3 separate regions of the Sus scrofa genome follow, and regions 1 and 3 are each linked to region 2. The links are chromatin contacts, called in public Hi-C and HiChIP or PLAC-seq maps. All regions are on one chromosome and are shown on one strand. The core of a region is the stretch at or near the end of the contact, and the rest is flanking DNA. Distances in the headings are between cores, read along the strand shown. Region 1 overlaps GNAS (GNAS complex locus). Region 2 holds the start of PRELID3B (PRELI domain containing 3B). Region 3 overlaps GNAS (GNAS complex locus).

Region 1 (2,799 bases), core at 237-2,736, 180 kb before region 2:
GGGACCGCGGAGGAAGGTGTCTGGCCCCCACTTTCCAGGGCGCCGGCCGTCGAGCTCCGTGTATCCAGGAGCCTCTCCCCTCCGGCCAAAGACCATGCTACCTCCCTCCTCTTTGCTCCCTGAAGGCCTCTGCCTTGCCTCAAACTGACCGCGAGTCCGCACACGGCTGTGAAGGTATTTCTTGCAGGCAGCCTCCATTCAGGTAAGTTCGCAGCCGTGGGGTGTTTTTGGACATGAAAGCGTAATTCGTAAGAGAAGGCGCAAGAACTCAAAGCAGGCCTCGTGGTGGCCCCTGGCGACCAGGTCCCCTGTCTTAGCTACTGTTCCTCCCAGCAACCCCGACCTTGGGGACCACAGGCCTGGGCCTCAGTTTCTTTAGGAAACGTAGCCCATTGGCCCCTTTCAGAAAGAAGGCAACCCCACCTGTTGAGAGTAGGCGGTGGCACTTGGGAAGTGTGGAGCTCAGACGCACCCTTTTAAGAGATGCCACGTGCTTCTCGGTGGTTCTGTAAGGTAACGCCTGCGTTTTGTGGCCTCCGTGGGCTGCTAACATCATAGAAAGTGTCCATCTTAATTCCTTATAGCCGTTCCCTGTCTGGGTCTTTTAGGACTCCAAGATGCTTCATCAACTTACTCCTAAAATCAGACCCGTCATTCAGGGGTCCTTCTGCCCACTGCCCCCACAAAGAGGAATTTTATTCATGACTGCTTCTGGAGGGGCCCAGAGATAGCTGCTATTCCAGGTGGCCACTAGATGGTGAGATGACACAGGCAGAAGAAAGGTGTCACATCCACAGGAAAAAACGAGAGAGGAAGGGAAGAGCCCTCAGAGGCAGAGCAGGGTCCCCTCCACCTTTACCCCCCCCAGTCCCGCCCCTGCCCCCAGACAAAGCCTGGATTTAATGGCCCCCAGGCGTCCGTCAAACCTAGCCTTTTATTGTTAAGCTGTGACTTTTCCCTGTTGAGTCTGGGCTGGGGTTTTAGCATCTCCGGGGGGCTCTGTCTAACCAGGGGGACCGTAACTCCTACCCACTGGATGCCAGGAACACACACACCCACAGCCCCCCATCCTCCCACCCCACCCACCACTGCCACATACACACACAGTGTGACAGCTGAAATGCCAGTCATTGCCAGTGGCTTCTGGGAGGTGGGGTTGGGTAGATGTCACCCCGAGTTGAGAACCGCCACCCTAACATTATCAACAGCCAATTCTGGGGGAGGTGCAGACCGTTCCTGCTGTTGCTTGAACACCTTAAAAGTTATCCTCAGAGAGACGGTTTACTAGCAACCCGCCAGAAATGGTGATTGCGGTGTTGGTGCTTCCTGGTAGAAATCATTCCCAAAATCTCTGAAAAGAAGGGACCTAGGAGCTCCCTGGTGGCTCAGTGGGTTAAGGAACCAGCGTCGTCACTGCTGTGGCGCAGGTTCCACCCCTGGCCTGGGAACTTCCACACGCCGTGGGTGTGGCCAGACAAAGAAAAGGAAGTGACTAGAAGGTCACCAGATGACCCTAAGTAGACGAGAAAAGGGAATTCGTCCAGGGAAGTAAATGATGAATTGGCCCAAGACTGAGATTAACCGAGTCGGGCCTGGAGCCAACCAGTGGGCTCAGTGAACCAGGGCTTGCCTAGATCTTAACCCTCAGACGATCACGTCCGCCACTCAGGGGTCCTTTGGGGGCCTTGGTCCACGGCAGGCAGGGTCTTGGCCTTGTCTGCCGTGCACTGTAGAGAAGGGGGGGCCAAGATGACAAGGACCAGCACTAATCATCGTTGTTATATTACCATTATTGTTGCTCATTAGTGCTGTCATTGGTGCTGGCACTCGTTATCCCATGGCTCTGGGGCGGCTGGGGCCCCACTGTGCCTGTGTCCCCCCGACACAAGTGGGACCTGTCATTGGTAGTGTGTGCCCACCACCCACAGGGTGTGGGGCCTGCCAGGGGCGTCCTCTCCGTCCCAGGCCCTCAGGGAACCAGCCCATAGCATAGAGGTCCCCCCCGCCTTGGAGCACTTGAAGTTTCAGGGCAGGAAGTGACGCAGTGGGGCGGGTAGGGGGGCCGTGGAAGGAATGCCACTGAATGACTATGCTGAGAAAGGCAAAACTGATCCTTTAACTTTGTGGTACAGCAGAAATGTTCACAGCCCTGCGAATGAGCTGTACTTCAATGCAACTTCGAAAGATCTTTTAGAAATAAAACATCCTTGTGTCAATACATAACCCAGGGCCATTTCCCGGTCAAGAGAGTTGCACTTGGTTTTCAATACGATGGCCAAGCCCTCCACGCCCCCACCCCCTATGCTGGGACAGATTCTATAACCAGTATCTTGGAATAATGACAATAGGAATACACGATTTTATTTTTAAATAGTGGCCGAGTCCCCCAGTTTGTACCTATCCAGCCTCTCCCCCAGGTAACCCTTCTGGGAGCAGACAGTTGCTTCCTTCTTATATTTTGAGCCGCAGATATTTGCATTTTTGCCCTCTTCTGATCTTCTAGTAGAGCTTTCAGATGTTACTGATGCATCAGAGAATTCATTTTTTTGGACGAAAGGTTTTTTTTTCCCCTTAGAGACCTTGGAATTTGTGGTCTTTTCACTTAACTGCAAAGTCTAGAAGGAAAAAAACAAAACAAAACCCTACTCTCCACGCCAGACAGCTGTATGAATTTAGACTTTTGCTTTTACTGTCAAGATTACTTCAGGGTGGAGCCTGATCGGTAATTTGATAAATTATATATTGGACATGTTCAGTTGAAAATGCCATTTTTTAAAATAGGTTCCAAGTTTAGTTAAG
Region 2 (3,124 bases), core at 162-2,661:
AAGACTACAAATTTAGGGTCTTCCCCGCTAGAAAGCCTGTAAACATGAGGGAGAAAAGGACTCTTCCCTCTGATTCCAACATTCTATACTTTCCAGGACCCAGTGACCTCTGGCCTGTGCCTGAGTCACTGAGTATGTAAAAAGTCTACAGCTTCGTTGAAAAACTGTCCTTGGAAACACTGTTTAAAACAAAATCAAATGGTTAAGCTAAAACAAACTACCAAGCTATAAAAATTAGAACAGTGTGGCAACAATAGCAACATCAGTGGAATAGAGCAGTTAGCTCAGAAATGAATTAAAACATAAATCACAACAGTGTTTAGGACAAAGGCGGCATTTCAAATCAAGAAGAAAAAAGACTAGGCAATAAAAAGTAGTGAGATTACCAACCATGTGCTTAGGCAGAAAAGGATCCAGCCATCTAAATGTGTGGTTCTGCTGCAGGGAGCATCAGAGACCTGGAAGGGAATTTAATTCCCAACATTCGACCGATTTAGGGCCTACTTTCATTCCTAAGTATTTCTCCGAAACCAAAAGATGATAACGAACGTGGCTTCGCAGGCATCTCAGCGCTGGCAGGCCCTGAGGACACCACCACCTTCCACGTCTCGGACGAAACCGGGTAACCCAAGGTCACACAGCTTGTTGGAGCCCAATCTGGACCCTGGACTCAAATTCCAAGGCCACAAATTCCAATCCTCAGGTCAAGGAGCTGCCGGAAAAGTTCTGCTTCCTGGTCGCCCGGGCTCACCCTAGATCCACTTTCCGGGTGAGCAACTCCACCCAAACCTGGCGGCCAGACCTCGACACTCCACGCCTTCCTCGGGGATCCTCGGGGTCGCGTCCCACGGGGCTGTGCAAGAAGGCCTGGGGCGACGACGAGGGGGCTCGCCCACCCCGAGCGCAGGTAAGGACCTCGTGCCCGGCGACGCCCCCGTCACCGGAGTGGAGCCTGTCCCAGGCCGTCTCCTCTGCGGGCCGTGCCCCGGGCGTCGCCGGAGACGTGACCTTGAGCCCGCGCCCCCCAGGGTTCCGAGGCTCGGGCCCAGCTCCCCCCGAGGGCCCGACGCCGGGAAGCTTCCTGAGGGGCGCCCCGGCCCCGCTGCGGCTCCAGGCCCGCCCCGCCCTGCCCCCCGCAGTGGCCCCGTGGCCCTCGCCGACCCACTCCCGCCCCAAACTTACTCGAAGACGTGCTCGGAAGTCCAGATCTTCATGGTGCCGGCGGCCTGCGCGGTGTCCGGGCGGCGATAGGGCACAAAGAGGCAAGGAGGCCACTCTTGCCCCCGCCCCGCCCCTCAGCCGCCCCGCCGGCCGCCCAGTGCGCACGCGCCCTCGGGCCCGACGCGAGGGACGTCCCGACGCGCGGCCCCACGCCCTATCCCGGCCCGGGTTTTGCCCCAGCCTTGCGCGCGGCGCAACGGAACCCCGCCCCTTAGCGCCAGGCGCACCGCGCCGGCGCAGTTCCGAGGGCAGGGTCCGGGGCCGCCAGCGCGGGCGCCGTGCTGCGCAGGCGCGGCCCGCCCCCTCGCGGGCGTCGGCGGGAGCGCTGAACTCTGGGCGGAGTTGGTCCCGGCCCGGCTGGCCTCTACCTCCTCGCTCGGCCGGCCGGTGCTTGCCTTGTGTTGCGAGGTCTGTGGACGGGTCCAATCGGCCCCGCTTACTCTGACAGTCCCTGCGGTGTTCGGTGTTCCTTTGAGCAGATGTCCACGGGGCCCCATTAGAAAATTCCTCCTACCTCCTGTCTCAACCCAGGCAGTGGAGGGACCAGAGTCAACCAGTTCATCAGCTAACCAGTCAAACCACCATCCAGGCGGTCAGCCCTCTGCTCCTTTCACCCATCCTCCCACAGATGTTGCCCCTCGGCGGTTAGCGCCCGGCAGAGGTGTGGTTAGGAAGCACGAGTGCTCAGCAGTTGCTCAGCAGTGCAGATGGAAAGCTCCCTGGCGCTGGGTTTAGGGGATGGGTCTCAGCTCGGTGTCCCCTTCCTCGGCAGCGCCCCCAGCCTTTAGTGCCTCCGTCACAACATCCTGTTGCATTTTTCTTAGCACTTCTCACTCCCTGAGATCACCTTGTTTAACTTCCACTCAAATGTAAGCCCTTGAGGACAAGGATCTTGCCTGTCGTGGTCAAAGATGATGCTCAGGAAGGGCTCAATGGCTATTTGTTGAAAAAGGCAATAATAATTATTTGCAGAGTGAACGAACTAATGGAGTCACCTTCTTTATCTGTCTGGCTTCCACTAGACTGTAAGCTCCTGAGGCTGAGGCCCCTGCCAGACCTGTCCAACCATCCCCTGCACCTACATAATGTTTGTTGCATAAATGAGTGAATGACTAAGGTGTGAGGGGCAGGAAGGAACGGCACGTGGCTTCATCCACAAATGAGCCTTGATCAGTGGACAAACCGGCCTAGCTTTCAGGATAAGCCCTCCCTCCCCCGGTCCCCACCACAATCCACAAACGGTCGGTACCCCCTAAGAAAACAATTTGCTGTTTTGAACGATGGCTATGGAGGAAGATTTTTACATTTGGCTACTTAGAAGCTAGTTAGAAGCATTGCCTCATTCTTGTTCTTAGCTCCTTTGATTGTTAAAAACAAATAAAAGCCAGGTTAATTTAGGAGGGAGGATAATTTTTTTAAATAGCCGAAGCCCTTTATAAAAAGAAACAAAAATTACATTAGACAGGAAGGAAATAATATGGTTAGGTAGTTGCTAAGTGCAATTTGTGGTACCTAGGACTGAAAAAAACCCAAATCCTACAGTAGTTAGAGTGAATTCTTGGGGAGTTAATGCTTTAAGGGCTGCTGAGTGCTTCAGCCGTGATTAAGGTGCGAATTTAATGTTGCTGGTTGTTAAAAACACTGGTTCAGGAACCATCAGCAGGGAACAGCCTGTCCCTGCTATTCCTGGAGCACCCTGAAGCTGTTCGCCACCCAGGATTTCTATTCTGTTTCTTTTAGAGAACGTTTTTCTGCCCCCTAGTTCAAGATTTCTGTTTTGTAAAGTTGTGAAAACGGAATGACACCTACCCCCACCATACTGCATCAGCCTATCGACTTAACTCCCTATACCTTGAGTGCTGGGAATGGGAGCACGGACGCCTGAGATCTAGGCCCGAGGGGT
Region 3 (3,013 bases), core at 174-2,673, 140 kb before region 2:
AGGACAGACATGTGCTGCCCCCGCCCCAACCTCCCCACCGCCCGTAAGGGACCACAGCAGCTGCCAGGGTTCATCTCGCGTGGGCACCATGTTGGATGCCATTTCTTGTCCTTGTTCCTCATTCAAGGGGCCTCCCCTGCCAAGGGGTCCTTGCCCTGTCCTCCTGTCCCTTCAAGGCTCTCTTGCAGTGGGCCTGATGACGCCCAGCCGGGAGGCTGCCTTTAAGACAGCTTGACCACCTGTCTTACCCTGTGCATCGTGCGGTAGACACATGGCCTTCAGAGCCGTGAAAAATATCTCAAAGAGACCCTCTGTTTGCTCGTGTCGCACACATGTACCAAGCGGTCTCAGGCAACGTGCTCTCAAGTTGGACTGTCTTTTCTGACAATACGATAATCCTGTGTCAGCCCCTCGTGTAAGTAACTGAAACGCCAACAATTTGCTTTGGAAAATGTTCAGTAATCAGGACCCAGGGACGAGGCTGGCTCGCCAAAAGCTAAAATCGTGCATTACCCAGGAGCCCCGCGCCTGAGGAACTTGGGGCCACACAAAGCCAGCTCCCCAGAACCCCGTCATCTGCACAGCACCCGAGCTCCTCTTGGGGTCTGCGAAAGCTGTCCACGTCCCTTCACCGGCCCTGCTTTCCCACAGCAAGGGCACTCGATGCTTTTCACTTGTCACCCCTACAGCTATTTTGTGACTTAACACGCAAGCAAACTTGTATATTTTTTCAAGGAACAGAGAAACAGTCCATCTGGGCCGGTCGCCGTGACCCCCACCCCCACCCCTTCTTCAACAAAGTCCCTGATTTTCTCAAAAGTTTGAGCTTAAAGCTGGAAGTGCTAATTATAGTAACACAAAACACATGGAAATCCTGGAATTGTTTGCCTTTTGTTTTCTGGATCCAAGTCAGAAGCACAGGTACAGGATTAGGCAGCTTTGACCACCCCATTCTTAAGAGCCCTGGGGGGGCGGGGCGGGGTGTAACAACTTCATTAATTCAGTTTAGCCAGCTTTCTTTTTTTTTTTTTTCTTTTTTTTTTAAATCGCACACCATTTCAAAAGTTTTTTTTAAAAGTTTTTCGAAAGCCCTATCCACGCATGCCTGCAACTTTATCTGCAAATGGCAGCATGTGCACAGTTTATGGAAAGTTTTAAGGAAACTCCGAGAAAAAGAGAACAGAGCTTGACCCTTTTAAAATGTCTCCTTCCCCGGCCAGCCGCCTCCAGCAGCCCTGCCTTCTTCGTAGCCCGCCTGTTTCTGGCGTAACTGCCTTTAGGTTACGGCCGAGGTCCTGGGGACGTGCCCGTTCCTTAAGGTGCCTGTTTTTATTTGTTGAGCTGGGCTTTGGCTGGCCCCCCTCCAGATGTCTCTCTCACAAGATTTGGTGCTGATGAGCTATTTATAGACCTGTGGTTCGGTTGCCATGGCAACGTGCTGGAGGCCAGGGCGGCTGGGGAGCTATTTCTGGCCTGGTGCTGTAATGTAAGCCTGATTGGGCAAGTTAGTGTATCCTCGAAGCCAGACTCACTTTAAACTGGTGAAAAGGAAAGGGGGGGGGGCACCACCTTATAGAATTTCTTTAAATTTTTCTCGCTTTGATTTTCTTCTCTGATTAGCTCACTTTCCAACACCTCCCATCCCCCCTTCCCCCCCCCCCAAAAGCTGGTTTCCACATTAACTTTCCATGGTAATTACCTCAGTCCAGTCTTTTAAAAGTTATTTTTCCTAACAGTGTGTCCAGTCGGGCAACCCAAGCAAAGAGCCTCCCGACTCTGGGAGGGAGGAAGCATTCTCACCCCTAGACAGCCTTCTCACCCCTGAGACCCCCAGACCCCGCGCCGCCACGGTGCGCGCCCCCTGCCTGCCTGGGGCCCCAAACCTGGATGGCGGTGAGGTGCTTTGAAAGCTTCCTCTCTGGGCTGGTCTGCTTCACGGACCAAGCAGGACGGAAGGGAACTGGTGTCTGTTTCCTGTTCGGTGCGGTGCGGGCCGAGAGGGCCACTTCCTAAAAGGAGAGATACCCTTTCTGAGTTAATCCAGCAATCTCATCTTCATTCGTCCTTTGGGCGAAAAAAATCCTTGCTTCTTTTAAGCGTGCCCTTTTTTTTTTCTTCATTTTTTCAAAAACTCCCTGACATGGAAGTGTACAGTTTTCAAACGACTTGCCGTTTTAGTCAAAGCCAAACAATCTGAGGGTGTACTGTTTTACTCAGGCATTACCCAATGGCACACAGTCAGGCCTGATTTGGGGCCCTGGGCGGATGGATTTGCACAGAGCGAGTCTTTTCAAATTAAAACCAGATCAGATCCCCCCCCCCCAACTGGCCTGTGCTGTACCTGTAGGCCAGGGGTCCTGATTTATCTTAAATCCTATTTGCGCGAACCTTTGTAAGGCATCCGCTTGACCCTAATGAACTTCATGGGATGGTCGTTTTCGCTTAGCTGGACCTTGTGGCTGGGCAGGAATAGTGGGCAAATTGGCCTGAACGTGTGGTCACCCCCGTGTGTCTTTCTTCTGCTCCCAGCTTCCTGGACAAGATTGACGTCATCAAGCAGGCTGACTACGTGCCCAGCGACCAGGTATGCACCCCTTCTCACAGGGCAGAGGATGCAGAGTCTTCTTTCCAAGCCAGTCAGCATTTTTGCTCCAGGTTGGCAATGATTAACACTTGGGTTGGTTTTGGTGAGACCGCTTAATCTGAGACTTTGTTTTAGGACCTGCTCCGCTGCCGCGTCCTGACTTCTGGAATCTTTGAGACCAAGTTCCAGGTGGACAAAGTCAACTTCCAGTAAGTAAACGGTTCCTTTTTTTTAGAAAGAAAAATAGGTTTCTCGAGGTCCCCCCGCAGTGAGCATGGTGGACCATGGTAGCCCTTGTGGTGACCAGGCGTCCTCTCTCTCCTGCAGCATGTTTGACGTCGGTGGCCAGCGTGACGAGCGCCGCAAATGGATCCAATGCTTCAATGGTATGGAAGCCCTGGGCTTCTCCACTCTTTAAGGCTATTTCCC

What was found. Hi-C and Micro-C count contacts between places; a contact is called where the count stands out from the background. HiChIP or PLAC-seq counts read pairs in DNA pulled down with a chosen protein or histone mark.
Region 1: a contact with region 2 is called in a Hi-C map of alveolar macrophages, with 2.7 times the contacts expected there. The contact joins the enhancer-like site here to the promoter of PRELID3B in region 2. A contact is called at or near these places in 3 of 5 promoter capture datasets (fetal liver, fetal skeletal muscle and liver), 13 of 47 Hi-C or Micro-C datasets (alveolar macrophages, fetal heart ventricle, heart right ventricle and 6 more) and 2 of 2 datasets of contacts at active chromatin or transcription factors (alveolar macrophages and skeletal muscle).
Region 3: a contact with region 2 is called in an H3K27ac HiChIP or PLAC-seq map of skeletal muscle. The contact joins the enhancer-like site here to the promoter of PRELID3B in region 2. A contact is called at or near these places in 3 of 5 promoter capture datasets (fetal liver, fetal skeletal muscle and liver), 8 of 47 Hi-C or Micro-C datasets (alveolar macrophages, embryonic fibroblasts, epiblast stem cells and 4 more) and 2 of 2 datasets of contacts at active chromatin or transcription factors (alveolar macrophages and skeletal muscle).

What each region holds. Positions count from the first base shown.
Region 1 is chr17:59,007,450-59,010,248 of Sscrofa11.1, forward strand. All of the region lies in intron 1 of GNAS (GNAS complex locus), which reads left to right. Among named protein-coding and RNA genes, the nearest start is that of GNAS, 23 kb to the left of the region's middle. Within about 2 kb of position 1,487, at least 2 of the 83 cell types and tissues checked have an H3K27ac peak or open chromatin away from gene starts, as enhancers often do. A contact at or near this core is called in alveolar macrophages, where this site is marked.
Region 2 is chr17:59,183,667-59,186,790 of Sscrofa11.1, forward strand. PRELID3B (PRELI domain containing 3B) reads right to left here and starts at 1,412. Exons shown (of 6, transcript NM_001113697.1): 1 at 1,183-1,412. The coding sequence starts at 1,214.
Region 3 is chr17:59,048,413-59,051,425 of Sscrofa11.1, forward strand. It overlaps GNAS (GNAS complex locus), which reads left to right. Exons shown (of 13, transcript NM_001130215.2): 7 at 2,530-2,584; 8 at 2,720-2,793; 9 at 2,912-2,970. The region is part of intron 2 of LOC110257458 (a long non-coding RNA gene); the gene reads right to left. Among named protein-coding and RNA genes, the nearest start is that of GNAS, 64 kb to the left of the region's middle. Within about 2 kb of position 1,424, at least 54 of the 83 cell types and tissues checked have an H3K27ac peak or open chromatin away from gene starts, as enhancers often do. A contact at or near this core is called in alveolar macrophages, embryonic fibroblasts, fetal liver and 6 more, where this site is marked.